Regions from separate parts of the Mustela erminea genome. Here region 2 is linked to region 1. Evidence: chromatin contacts called from public Hi-C data. All regions are on one chromosome and are shown on one strand. Each heading gives the region's core, a stretch centred on a gene start, on an enhancer-like site or on the middle of the called end of the contact. The rest is flanking DNA. Distances are from core to core; before and after follow the strand shown.

Region 1 (5,539 bases), core at 2,086-4,585:
AGTCTTTTCTCTCCCCGGATCATCCAGATGATAACATCCGGCATGCTGTTCTGCGGCTGGTCACGCCGGCGGATGGAGAAGGGGCGGAGCTGGAGTTAGTCTGAGGGCGGAGGGACTGGACGCCCCGCCCACTGGCTCCTCAGGGCTCCCCTTAGCCCAGAAACTCTGTGGGGGGGGGGATCTGTCTGAATTCCGGAGTCCCCTACCTTCTGGGACCACCCGGAGCCTGCGGGGCTGGGAGGCCGACCGGTGCTGGCCGGAAGGAACAGGGCGAAGCGGAGGGGAGCTTCACCGCCCAAACCCTGCCCTCCACAGCGCTGAGAGGTATTTGACCAAACACCCCCTTTTCTCTCACCCACCATCTGAAGAAAGCCCTTGACAGCGGTCAAGGGTTACAGGATTCACACAGGTCACAGGACATAGACAAAGCATCCCCAGCTCACAATCCTGTGTTTGCCCAATTGGAGATATTCATTTTTTTTTTTAAGATTTTATTTATTTATTTGACAGACAAGTGGGCAGAGAGGCAGGCAGAGAGAGATGAAGGGAAGCAGGCTCCCCACTAAGCAGAGAGCCAGACGCAGGGCTCGATCCCAGGACCCGGGGATCACGACCTGAGCCAAAGGTAGAGGCTTTAACCCACTGAGCCACCCAGGTGCCCCTCATTTAGTTTTTTTTTAAACCTCCTTTTTTCTGATTATAAAGGGGATATACGTTCACCATAAGGGAACTTTGAAAGTACTAAAACACAGAAAGCAGAAAATAAAAATTACTAATAATCCATGTTTTGGCACATGTATTTCTATCCACAACTATAGGATGATCCCCCTCCAGCTGAAACTCTGAAGCCCAGTCGGAGGGGTTTCCTAGGCTCTTGGATTTCCAGTCCCCAGAGGTTAATGTGTGCTGCGTACTGTGCTAAGCCCTTTACGGTCATCATCTCCTTGAATCTTCACAATACAGTGCTGTGAAGGGAGTACTACAATGGTCTCCGTTTTATACATGGGGACACTGAAGCTTACAGAGGCTGCCCAAGTTTACACATGGTAGATTCAGAATTTGCAAGCAGGTCTTCCCAATCCCAAGCAAAGAGGGCACGTCCATCCTCTGTGCCACAGATCTGACGTTATCCCTCAACTTGAGGTATTCTCTGCTTAAATCATGATAATGACAATGATTTATCGACCGTGAAGCCTTTCCAGGACCCCCAACTCAATGTTCTTCTCCTGTCCCCATTTCAGTGATGCTCAGCCCATTACCCATGAGCATCCCAGCCCAGTAACTCCTCAGCTGCCTGCTCTTGTCAGATCTGCTCAATATCCCAGATACTAGATTCTCCAACCGCCTTCTCTAGCCGTGGTGCCATTCCACAGAATCCCTCTTCCGAAATACCAAGTGACCTTTGAGGAGTTTAAAAGTCCTACCTCTTCAGTCAGTTGGAGCAATTTTTCAAGCCAGTCCTCGATTTCTGCCAGTGTAGACTTCACCTCCGTGGCCTCAGACCTCATCCTCACAGCTGCCTCGTGGATCTGGGAGAGAGATCGGGACCGCAGCTTTTGGATCTGAGTGTCAAGAATTGTGACATTGGCTTTTCCTTCCAGGAGAGGCAATGTGTACCTAAAGAAAGAAAAGAAATGAAACAGATATTCTGCAGAACAGCTTTCTGCGCGTCAGAGCTGTCGAATCCATTTCTGTTTGACTTCCATCTTGGGAGCCGTGTCTGTGGTGTTGGCAGAGCCGACCTGCTTGACAGATTCTGAGCATTGCGGGGGGATTAACATTCCAAAGCAATTTCTTGGGTTTAACTCTAGACCCCGTGGAGTCACTGGAGAGAAGATGGAAACAGCCGCAGCATTTGGGAGGAACACATCTTCCTTTTTTTTTGCTTCTTACAACCGGAGTACAAACCCACAAGATGAAGGCAGATCACAGAGAATTCGGCAGAAGGGTTCCCAAGGACCACACCACCTCTAGGCAGTGCGTGGAGGAGGGCAGGGGGTCTCGGCAGGTCTGCAAACTCCTGGAACTTATTTTAAAATCTGTGTCCGTGTTGGCAGGCCTTGCCACGTATGACAAAGACCCCATGCTTTGGAGCCGACCATCTGGGTACAAATCCTGACCCACCATTTACTAGTTCTGTGATTCTGAGCAGTTAATCTCTTTGTTTTCCTATCTTCAAAGCTGGGACAAGAGCATCTAACTGTTAGGGCTGCTGTGAGAATAAATGAATTCATATATGGAGAGCACTTAGAACAATGCCGACTGCTGAGTAAAGTCTGAATGATGTGGCCTTCGTCATTAAGCTTTGTCTTCCTCATTATCCATCTCATTAGATATTTGAAGGGGCCCATTAGTTTCCCAAAAGGTTAAGAACCACTTGTGGAGGCAAAGCTCCCATTAAAATGAGAAGTCTAGAACCGCTGAGCTGGGGCCAGAATTCACCTTCTTCTGCAGAGTCTTCCTCTCACCGCGGCAGCTGGTGGGGCCTCTAGGGGAGCCTGTCACCAATTCCAGGAAGTTCTACTCACATTGTTTCTACCTAGAAATTCCATTGATTTGAATGTCCCCTAGCTGCTGTTGCTTCTTCTTCTTCTTTTTTTTTTTTTTTGGTCCCCTAGCTTCTTAAATGAAGGACATCCCAGCATGACTTCCTTTAAACACAAGTTTCCTGTTACATCACATTAAAAAGATTCCATTTGATCCTTCAAAAACAGTTCACATCCATTTGGTTCAAAACCTGTGTCAATAGATGGTTCTGTGTTTTGCTCAGCAAATCCTGAAATTCACAGAATTTTCCACATGAAGGTATTACCAAATGTTTCTGTTTGGTTGCATTAGTAATTGTGGTCATAGGCTGGAAAGGTTAAGTCCCAGGAATAATTCCTCAAGGCACAAAATGCATATGGAAGCCGCTAGCTCCAAAGTCACACAGGAGACCTTCCATAAAGAGATACTGCCTGTGTGAAGCATGTTATGGGACAAGTTGTGTGGAAAAACCTAGCTCTGGTTATCAAATGCACCACTTCACCTCCTTGGGCCTCTCTTTGCTCACCCCTAAATAAGGAGACTGGGAGAGATGACCTTTAAGACCCAGCTTTAAATCCTCTGAATTGAAGTGCCAGCAGGGCTCTGATCTCAGCTGGGCTTCAATGACCTAGTGAAACCACTAGAAGGCACAAGATGACAGGGAGACTGAGGGTGTCAGCCTCGAGTTGGGGGTGAGGGTGGGGGTGGGGAACCATTCCTAATTTTTGCTGCTTAGGAGAAGTTTTCAATAGGCTTTTCTTTTGTAACTTCCTTGTCCACTGCACTATTAGTCAATATTTAAAATGAGTTTGGGATGAATCACTTCCCCCTTTGATTTCCAAATGCCCAGGGATCTGAGCTGTTTCCCCAAAGTCACAGTCCTAAAAGGGTTTCCGGCTCAAGTCAAATCTACTGGCTTTGTGAAGGGAGTCTTAGCCACAATTCAATAGGCACTCAGTTAAAAAGGCAAGTAAAAAGGCTGTTTCTAAAAACATGTTTGTGAACTAGGACTGTTATTCTGAATGGCAAAAGTCAATGCCCCACCCTGAGGCCTCATTCTCTGTGGGAGGCAGGAGTCCCCTTGTTCCTGGCAGTGGGCACACAGGGATTGACGGGAGGGAGTCAGGCCTAGGCCTGCTCCCTCCTTCCGTCTCCCCACCACTTGCCTGGGCTGCCCTGGGAGGTGCTTCCAGAAGAGGCCTCCAGCCTCCTGGCCTCCCCTCCCGGAGGCTGCTTCAAAACTGGCCCAGAATCCGAAAGTGGAGCTTTTCCAGGTGGTGATTCAGAGACTCCTCCCAGTGACTGGGGCCTTTTGAGAACCTCGACTTTTTTTCAGGCAAACAATGGAAACAATTCTAGAGGGTCTTTTAGTCTTACAGTTCTAGGAAGGAAAGCATGACTGGGAATTCTGAGATAGGAACAAGGTCACTGTACCTTGTATCTTCTATAACTTCATCAATCAGCTTCAACCATATTTCGGCCAGCTGGTTTGCAGGAACTTTACCTTGCATCCCTGCTTTCAGAGCCTCAAGATTCAATTGCTGGAGAATTTGGAAAGAGGAAATAATTGGTCATTGTGCATTATGCTGTTAAACTCAGTAAAGGTTGAACGTTTATCTTTAAGAAAAAAATGCACAAAAGGCTTAACAGAAAAACCAGAGCATTTAATTTCTTACATTTAAAAAATGCTCACCATAGCTTAGCACTATTCACTTGTCTTTAAAATGCAATCAATGCTGACATGTACAAGTAATAGGACAATCTCTCCTACACCTTTGGCCTTTGAAACCATGTAAATATTTTATGTATTCAAAGAGGAAATAAAATAAAACCAATAAAGACGGGGGAAGGAACCCCAACATGGAACATAGAACAGAAACAAATGACCGCTATTGCAGATGAATAGCATAACTACACCAAACTAACCCAAATAACTTTTGAACATAATATTTTGATGATACACCCTCAGTTTAAAGAAAGGAAAGAACCATGAACATATCAAACTCTAAACTGATTTGCTTTTCACAGTGGTTTATCTGTGGATTTTAGGATTTACCAAATGAACAAATGAGGTTTCTCACTCTTGGAGAAAGGAGTTATAACTGCAGGAATCAGGAAGACTAGAATAAACCTGATCATGGGAAAACACCATCTTGTCCAGTTGAGCATGGATTATGGACAGCCTGGCCAATGTTGATGAATAAGGCTGAAGAACACCCAAAACATCATCAGAATAGAGGGGTGACCAATTCTTTACTAAGTTCCTCAAGACAGAGGACTGGAAGTTCATACCATAACTACACTGCATATCACCTGCAGCTTTGTTATGGGAACGGTTATGCTTCAGTTGACTTAAACCTACAATTCTCCTTCAATATTGTCTTCATAACATAAAACAGTATTTTCAGGCTTTGCCATGGACTCTTTGTTCAGGTATATTCCAGGACCCCCAAACATGTTGGTCCCACCCTGACAGAGGTTAAAGCTTAGAAAATATTAACACTAATGTAATCTGGAAATCAAAACACTAATAATAGATGGATTTTTATTAGTACCTGATAGAAGTAATGTAGTATCTTTGACTTAAGACATAGCCCAACCATGAGCCCCTTCTCATCAATGTCAACTAGATGGAAAATTAAAGATACTGCATCTATGCAGTTTTAACCACAAGGTACCCCCAACCTCCAAACAAGGTCCTCTAGTTTACAAAGAGAATATAACATGTCAGGCTCTGGTTCCTTGAGCCCAACCCTTCCCACAGTGGAGATTTTTACCCCATTAACAGTAAAGCTCTAAGGGCTACATGTTTCAACTGGAAGGAACCATTCTCCATGCCACACCTCATTGTGGCAGAAACTGTGGGTTGTCCTCCTACTTCAATACCCACTCCCTCCTTCCTCAGTAAGAGGGCTTTCATCTGGTCATCTGCTAACCCAAGAAGTAGTAACCCAACCTATCCAAAGAAGGATGTGGCTGTGTGACTGGATTCTGGCCAACGGAGAATGAGTAG
Region 2 (5,649 bases), core at 1,291-3,790, 110 kb after region 1:
CTGTGTATTTCACACAGCTCAACTCAGAAACAAAATTTTCAATAGAAATACATCTGTATTTCAATTTAATAAAATTACACTTAAAAAGTTTACATAGCCAAGTTGTTCCAAACATACTTAAAAGCTTCATAACTGAATCAACTACCAGTTTTTAAATTAAAATTGAGTAATATTAAAAATTTAGTTCCACCATCACAGCTGCCACATTTCAAACACTCAACAGCCATATATGGTTAGCGCTGCATATTGGACAGAGCAGAGGGAAATTTTCCATCACTGCAGAAGGCTTTATTGGCAAACATAGATGTATCTGCTGATGAGGCCCTGGGAACTCATCAGCATCCTTTTGGAAGTCCTAATCTTTCAAAAGTGTTGACCATATTCATCTAGAACTCCACTATTTCATTTTATGAGAGCTGAACGTATTCAGCAGGCTTTTGGTAGTGTTTTTTGTTTCTCAGGAAGATTTTCCTACTGGGAGGAAAATGAACTAATCTGTTGAACTAAAGATCCAGTCTGCTTGGCTGTTCATTTCTTTTTGAATCCTTGCCCTAGGATCCCTCCGAGTAAACCAAGTAAGCCAAGTAAGCAGAGTCAACATCAAAGTGCTAGCACTTTTGTGAGGCCTTATGCAAACTACAACTCCTCACACTTCATGCCTGGCAGCACCTATCTGCAAAGAGCAAACATTGATTTTTCAGGTCTCATAATGATAATTACAAAATTTAACAAACCACAGGACCAGTGAGCTTCCTACTGGGCTCTTGTTCCTCAGGGGTCCCCAGTCACACCGGGAGCTCCCACCAGAAGAGAGGGACCTGGGAGCAGAAGTGTCATTGAGGTGTCTGGCTCAGTAGGCCCAGGCACCAGGGCCCCAGCTGCTGGTCTGATCTGCCAGGTGCCCGCCCTCTTCACATAGTAACCCCCCACCCCTGGCTCTCCCTCTTCTTTACTCCCCATTTGGCTCAAAACTGAGCAGTGTGATTTCTTTCTCTGTCACTCTAAGAATTATTGCAAATTTCTATGGAAACTAATTTTGCCCTTGCTCTCAACTGTAGGCAATGCATAACATTCACACCCACCTTTGTCTTTTGCCACGACTTCCTCCTACCCCAATCCCATCTGATACTTTATCACAACAGATGTGAAAAAGCCCAATTCTATTCACTTTTCCATCAGAAATGTGAGCTCCTTGGAAGCAGGAACCAAACGTTATCTTCTTGTGTTTTAAAAAAAAATCTTTAAAATTCTCTACCCAGCTTCTCATCCATTTTACTTAGTTACATGAGTGATTGTTGCTTTTTCTTCTTCTTTTTTTTTTCTTTTAAAGATTTTATTTATTTATTTGACAGACAGAGAGAAGGAAGCAGGCTCCCTGCTGAGCAGAGAGCCCAGTGCGGGGCGCGATCCCAGGACTCTGGGATCATGACCTGAACCAAAGGCAGAGGCTTTAACCCACTGAGCCACCCAGGCGCCCCTGATTGTTGCTTCTTGTGTAATAATGCCTAATTATTGAGCATTAAATGGCAAGTTGAGCATTAAATGGCAAGCCCTTTACACAGATTCTCCCATTTAATTCTTATATCCATTCTATAGGGTAGATATTATTTTCACTGTTTTACAGATTAGGAAACCGAGGCTCTGGGAGATTAAATAACATTTAAAATCACACATCTATCCAGTGAGAGGCAGTCAGGAACTAAAAGCAGTTCTAATCTCGTGTTTACTGCTATGTGACACTGCTTTCCTAGGACGTTTTGCTACTGTATCCTTTTATTAAGTTTCTGGTGAGTTTACACTTGGTCTAAGAGAGAAAGGTTAGGCTCTGTCAAACACTCTCTGTGCCTCTTCCTTTTAGCAATAAGGCCCCTAAAGAGGCTAAGCAAGACCCAGACTTGACCAACAGACATCAGGCCAGACTACAGCAATCTGGAGCAAATGCCTGCCTCCTCTCCTCTAGGGCTCCTAATCTCTGAGCTCAGTCTGGGGGTGCTTATCAGTTCTCCTCCCTGCTACACTCCCCAGTACTCCACCCCTGACTTTTGGCAGGAGAAAGGTTCAGCCCAATGGGAAGACAGGCTGTCCGCCCTTAGGGAATGCAGTTCTCTCATGCTATAACGGGCAAAACTGGTACCTAGAAGGGCAAATGATGCTCAAGGATACAAAACGAGTTAGTCGCAGTTCAGTTACTGGGTTTCGCTCACTGAGCACAGTAATGTGCTTCATCCCCAAAGCAGACAAACGCAAACCAGCTCCTCAGAAGGGAACACCGAGCCTTAGGTCGGAGTCTTCAGAAAAGCCCAGGGAAAGCCTCAGAATAGGGCTGCGGACCCAGGAACAGGACTTCAGTCCTCAGTCCCGCCCCTGCCCCGGCTCCCTCAGACTCACCCCAGTCCCACCTCGCGTCCTAGTTCTAGGCCCCGCCCCCTTGGAGGCCGCAGCCAATCGGGGAGCCGCGAGCCCGCCGCTTGTGGCGCGCCCCCCTTCCTGCCAGCCCCGCCCCCGCCGGCAGTGACGTGCCCCGCCCCGCAGCCGCGGGATTCAAACTCCCGGAAGCGGCGCCCGTGCCGCAGGGTGTGACTGAGCCGACGCGAACGCCGGCACTGGCCTCAGGTGCCGGCTGGCGGTGGGGAGGCGACAGCCGAGGGTGACAAGGGCAACCAGGGCCCGCAGCCTCGAGGCAGATCTGACGGCGAGAGAGGCGGGATCAGCAGGCGGACAGCGTCGGCTTCGACTCAATCTCTGCCCGTCCTGATATATGTCCCTTTTCCCTGGCGCTTGCCTGGCACCGGGTTGGGAGCCTCACGATCTTCGGCGTGTTGAACCTTCCTTACAGCTTTGCGGTGGGTACTACCGTCCTCTTCCCCCTCTCCTTTTTTTTTTTTTTTTTTTTGGCACAGAGAGGCCAAGCGACTTGGCTAGGGTCTTTCGTGAAAACATCAATTTGCCCATTACCAAGCACGTTCTTGTCTGTTCTACAAACATCTTCATTTTAGAGGTGGGGGGGAAAAAAAGTGCCTCATTTTGCAGGTTTCCTTTGCCTCCCTGTTTGCCCACACAGCTCCCGTGTGAGGGTTTTTGTAAGATTTTTAAAAGATTTATTTGTTTTGCGAGAGAGGGAGAGCCGATGCACAAGAGGGAGGGCAGAAGGAGAAGCAGAGAGACTCTTACGCAGCCCTGCAGCACCCGGAGATCACCACCTGAGCTTGAAACCACCGACTGTGCCACCCAGGCGCCCCGTTTTTGTAAGATTTGCCTCCGCTTGGGAAGAATGTGGCCTGTAGCCTATGCCTTGTGGAGGTTGTTGGATCGCGGTTTGTTTGGTCACCTCCTGTCCAGCATTTCTAAGATCTCTTCAGCCAAGCAATAAATACGCATTGAGCAGCTGTTGTTAGGTGCTGTGAGTGACAAAAATAATTCAAAGTTCAGCCCCTGAAACAACTGTTGAACAAATTTAAAAAGCGGATGTAGGGTGGGAGTAAACAATGTGTCCTATGGCATATTAGCTTATACAGAGAGAAGGCTTCCTGAAGAAGGGACAGTGGGTCAAAGTTTGAGAAGTGTGAGCCCTGTGAGTATCAGCCTGCCGGGGATAGAAGAAACAGGGAAGGGAGGTTGGTAGGACTAAGTGGTGGGGCGCTGTGAGATCCCAGCAGGGTCCAGTCCAGAAGCTAGAAACAGGAGAGTGTTTCATTGCAAGAGTTCTGTCCAGAGGTCAGGAACTAATGTCCATAGGTTCCTTGCAGTTCTACTGACCTATATAGTTCCAACATTCTGTTTCAGTGATTTGATTGAAAAATAGTTTTCTGTCTTATCAACCCATTAAACTATGTCAACAATGTGTTCTTAGCAGAACCCTACGGGAAGAACTTCCTGTGGCAGCAGGTTCTCAAGCTACCATAGCCTTGGGGCTTCTGGGTGGCTCAGTGGGTTAAAGCCTCTGCCTTTGTTTGGCTCAGGTCATGATCCCAGTGTCCTGGGATCAAGCCCCGCATAGGGCTGGCTCTCTGCTCGGCAGGGAGCCTGCTTCCTTCTCTCTCTCTCTCTGCCTGCCTCTCTGCCTACTTGTGATCTCTGTCAAGTGAATAAAAATCTTTAAAAACAAACAAAAACAAAACAAAACAAGATACCATAGCCTTGCATTAGCCTTAATTGATTTACTAGTTATCTTAGTCTGCCACCTTGGGCAAAAATCCAGTACTAACCTTCGCTAGATGGTCTGTTCAACTTAGTTTACACAGCTCTAGTGTTTTCAGGCTCTCTGATTTCATATAGTATGACCCCAAAAGTCAGTTTTACAGAGAGGCCTAGGTCTCCTCAATTTTTACTGGAAACACTTCTCACTACTTTTCATTTTCTATCTAGTGTTAACTTTACAACTCGAGAAACTTTACTACTTGAGAATTTGTGTCTTTGTTATTTCTTGCCTTCTTTACTGGATTGACAATTCCATTTTGTAAGGGAACATGTCTTTTTCTTTTGTTTCTTCCTCTCTCTCTCTCTTTCTCTCTTTTTCTGATTTATGCTGCCTGGTAAATCAGATTTTCTTACATTTTTTGAATGCATGAATGGTGCCATATTCCTCTAAATTTCTCAATCATCATCACTATTTTATCTTAGGACCATAAGGTGGCAAATGCTTTTTAATCTCCCTAATTAAAGCTACTGTTACTATATCCACAGTATTTTTCACTATAGATTTTGCTCCTAGAGTTAATATACACTTCTCCTAAACTGTTAGCTAATACTGTTAGCAGATTCTAAGCTTCTTCTTACTTAATTTGGCCTCTTCTTCTTAATTCTTGAGTATTGTGCCTCTTTTTCCTGATCTTGGATTCTCCTCACTTTTCCCTACTGTACTCTCTCAGCTGACTATTTACATAGATTTGAACTAGATCTATCTTCTAAAATAGGACATATCATTATGTCAAGTAATGCCATTCAGTGCTTATGTTCTCAGAATATATGTTCTCAGAATTATATCATTTACCACTAGCTTTTTATTCTTGGGTAAAATATGTGTTTGTGATCTATTTCATTCAGCGTCCACTTAATGGTTTAATCATTGATCCCCGTTTTTAAACAAAACTTTCTCACTGAAGCATGATATACATACAGAATCCTGCACAAAACATAAGCATCCAAGTTGACATATTTTAAAAACTTTTTGGTTTTAAGACCAGTATGGTTAACATATGGTGTTATGTTAGTTTCAGGTGTACAATATAGTGATTCAACAATTTGGTACATTACTCAGTGTGCATCAAGATAAGTTGACATATTTTTAAGAGATGAATGCTCCCCATGCATCTACCACCTAGATTAAAAAATAAATATTGATACCAGCAAGCCAGAAAACTTTCCCAGTCCCTCTCCCATATCCCACTGGTTTGGTTATGTCACGTCTATGGAGAGGGAAATGTTCTTCTATTTAGCAAATAGGTTGTTAGACCTTTTCAAGCTTTAGACTTGACCTTTTAGACTTAGACTTATTTAAAAATATAATTGTGTTTTTATTTTTTTTTACAGTTAGTTTCAGGGATGTCTTCCAGAAGTCCCAAAGGTTTAATTAAAGGTAAATGGGGATCAAAGCCTAGTAACTCTAAATCAGAAACTGCATTAGAAAAATTTAGGGGAGAAATTGCGGCC

Evidence for each region. A called contact is a pair of places that touch in the nucleus more often than the background predicts.
Region 2: a contact with region 1 is called in a Hi-C map of fibroblasts, with 4 times the contacts expected there. The contact joins the promoter of CEP55 here to the enhancer-like site in region 1. A contact is called at or near these places in 2 of 3 Hi-C or Micro-C datasets (fibroblasts and spleen).

The regions. Positions count from the first base shown.
Region 1 is chr14:58,696,531-58,702,069 of mMusErm1.Pri, forward strand. It overlaps MYOF (myoferlin), which reads right to left. Exons shown (of 53, transcript XM_032314143.1): 21 at 3,961-4,067; 22 at 1,425-1,617; 23 at 1-56. Among named protein-coding and RNA genes, the nearest start is that of MYOF, 100 kb to the right of the region's middle. Within about 2 kb of position 3,336, the one cell type or tissue checked has open chromatin away from gene starts, as enhancers often do. A contact at or near this core is called in fibroblasts, where this site is marked.
Region 2 is chr14:58,805,939-58,811,587 of mMusErm1.Pri, forward strand. CEP55 (centrosomal protein of 55 kDa) reads left to right here and starts at 2,541. Exons shown (of 9, transcript XM_032313417.1): 1 at 2,541-2,843; 2 at 5,530-5,649. The coding sequence starts at 5,542.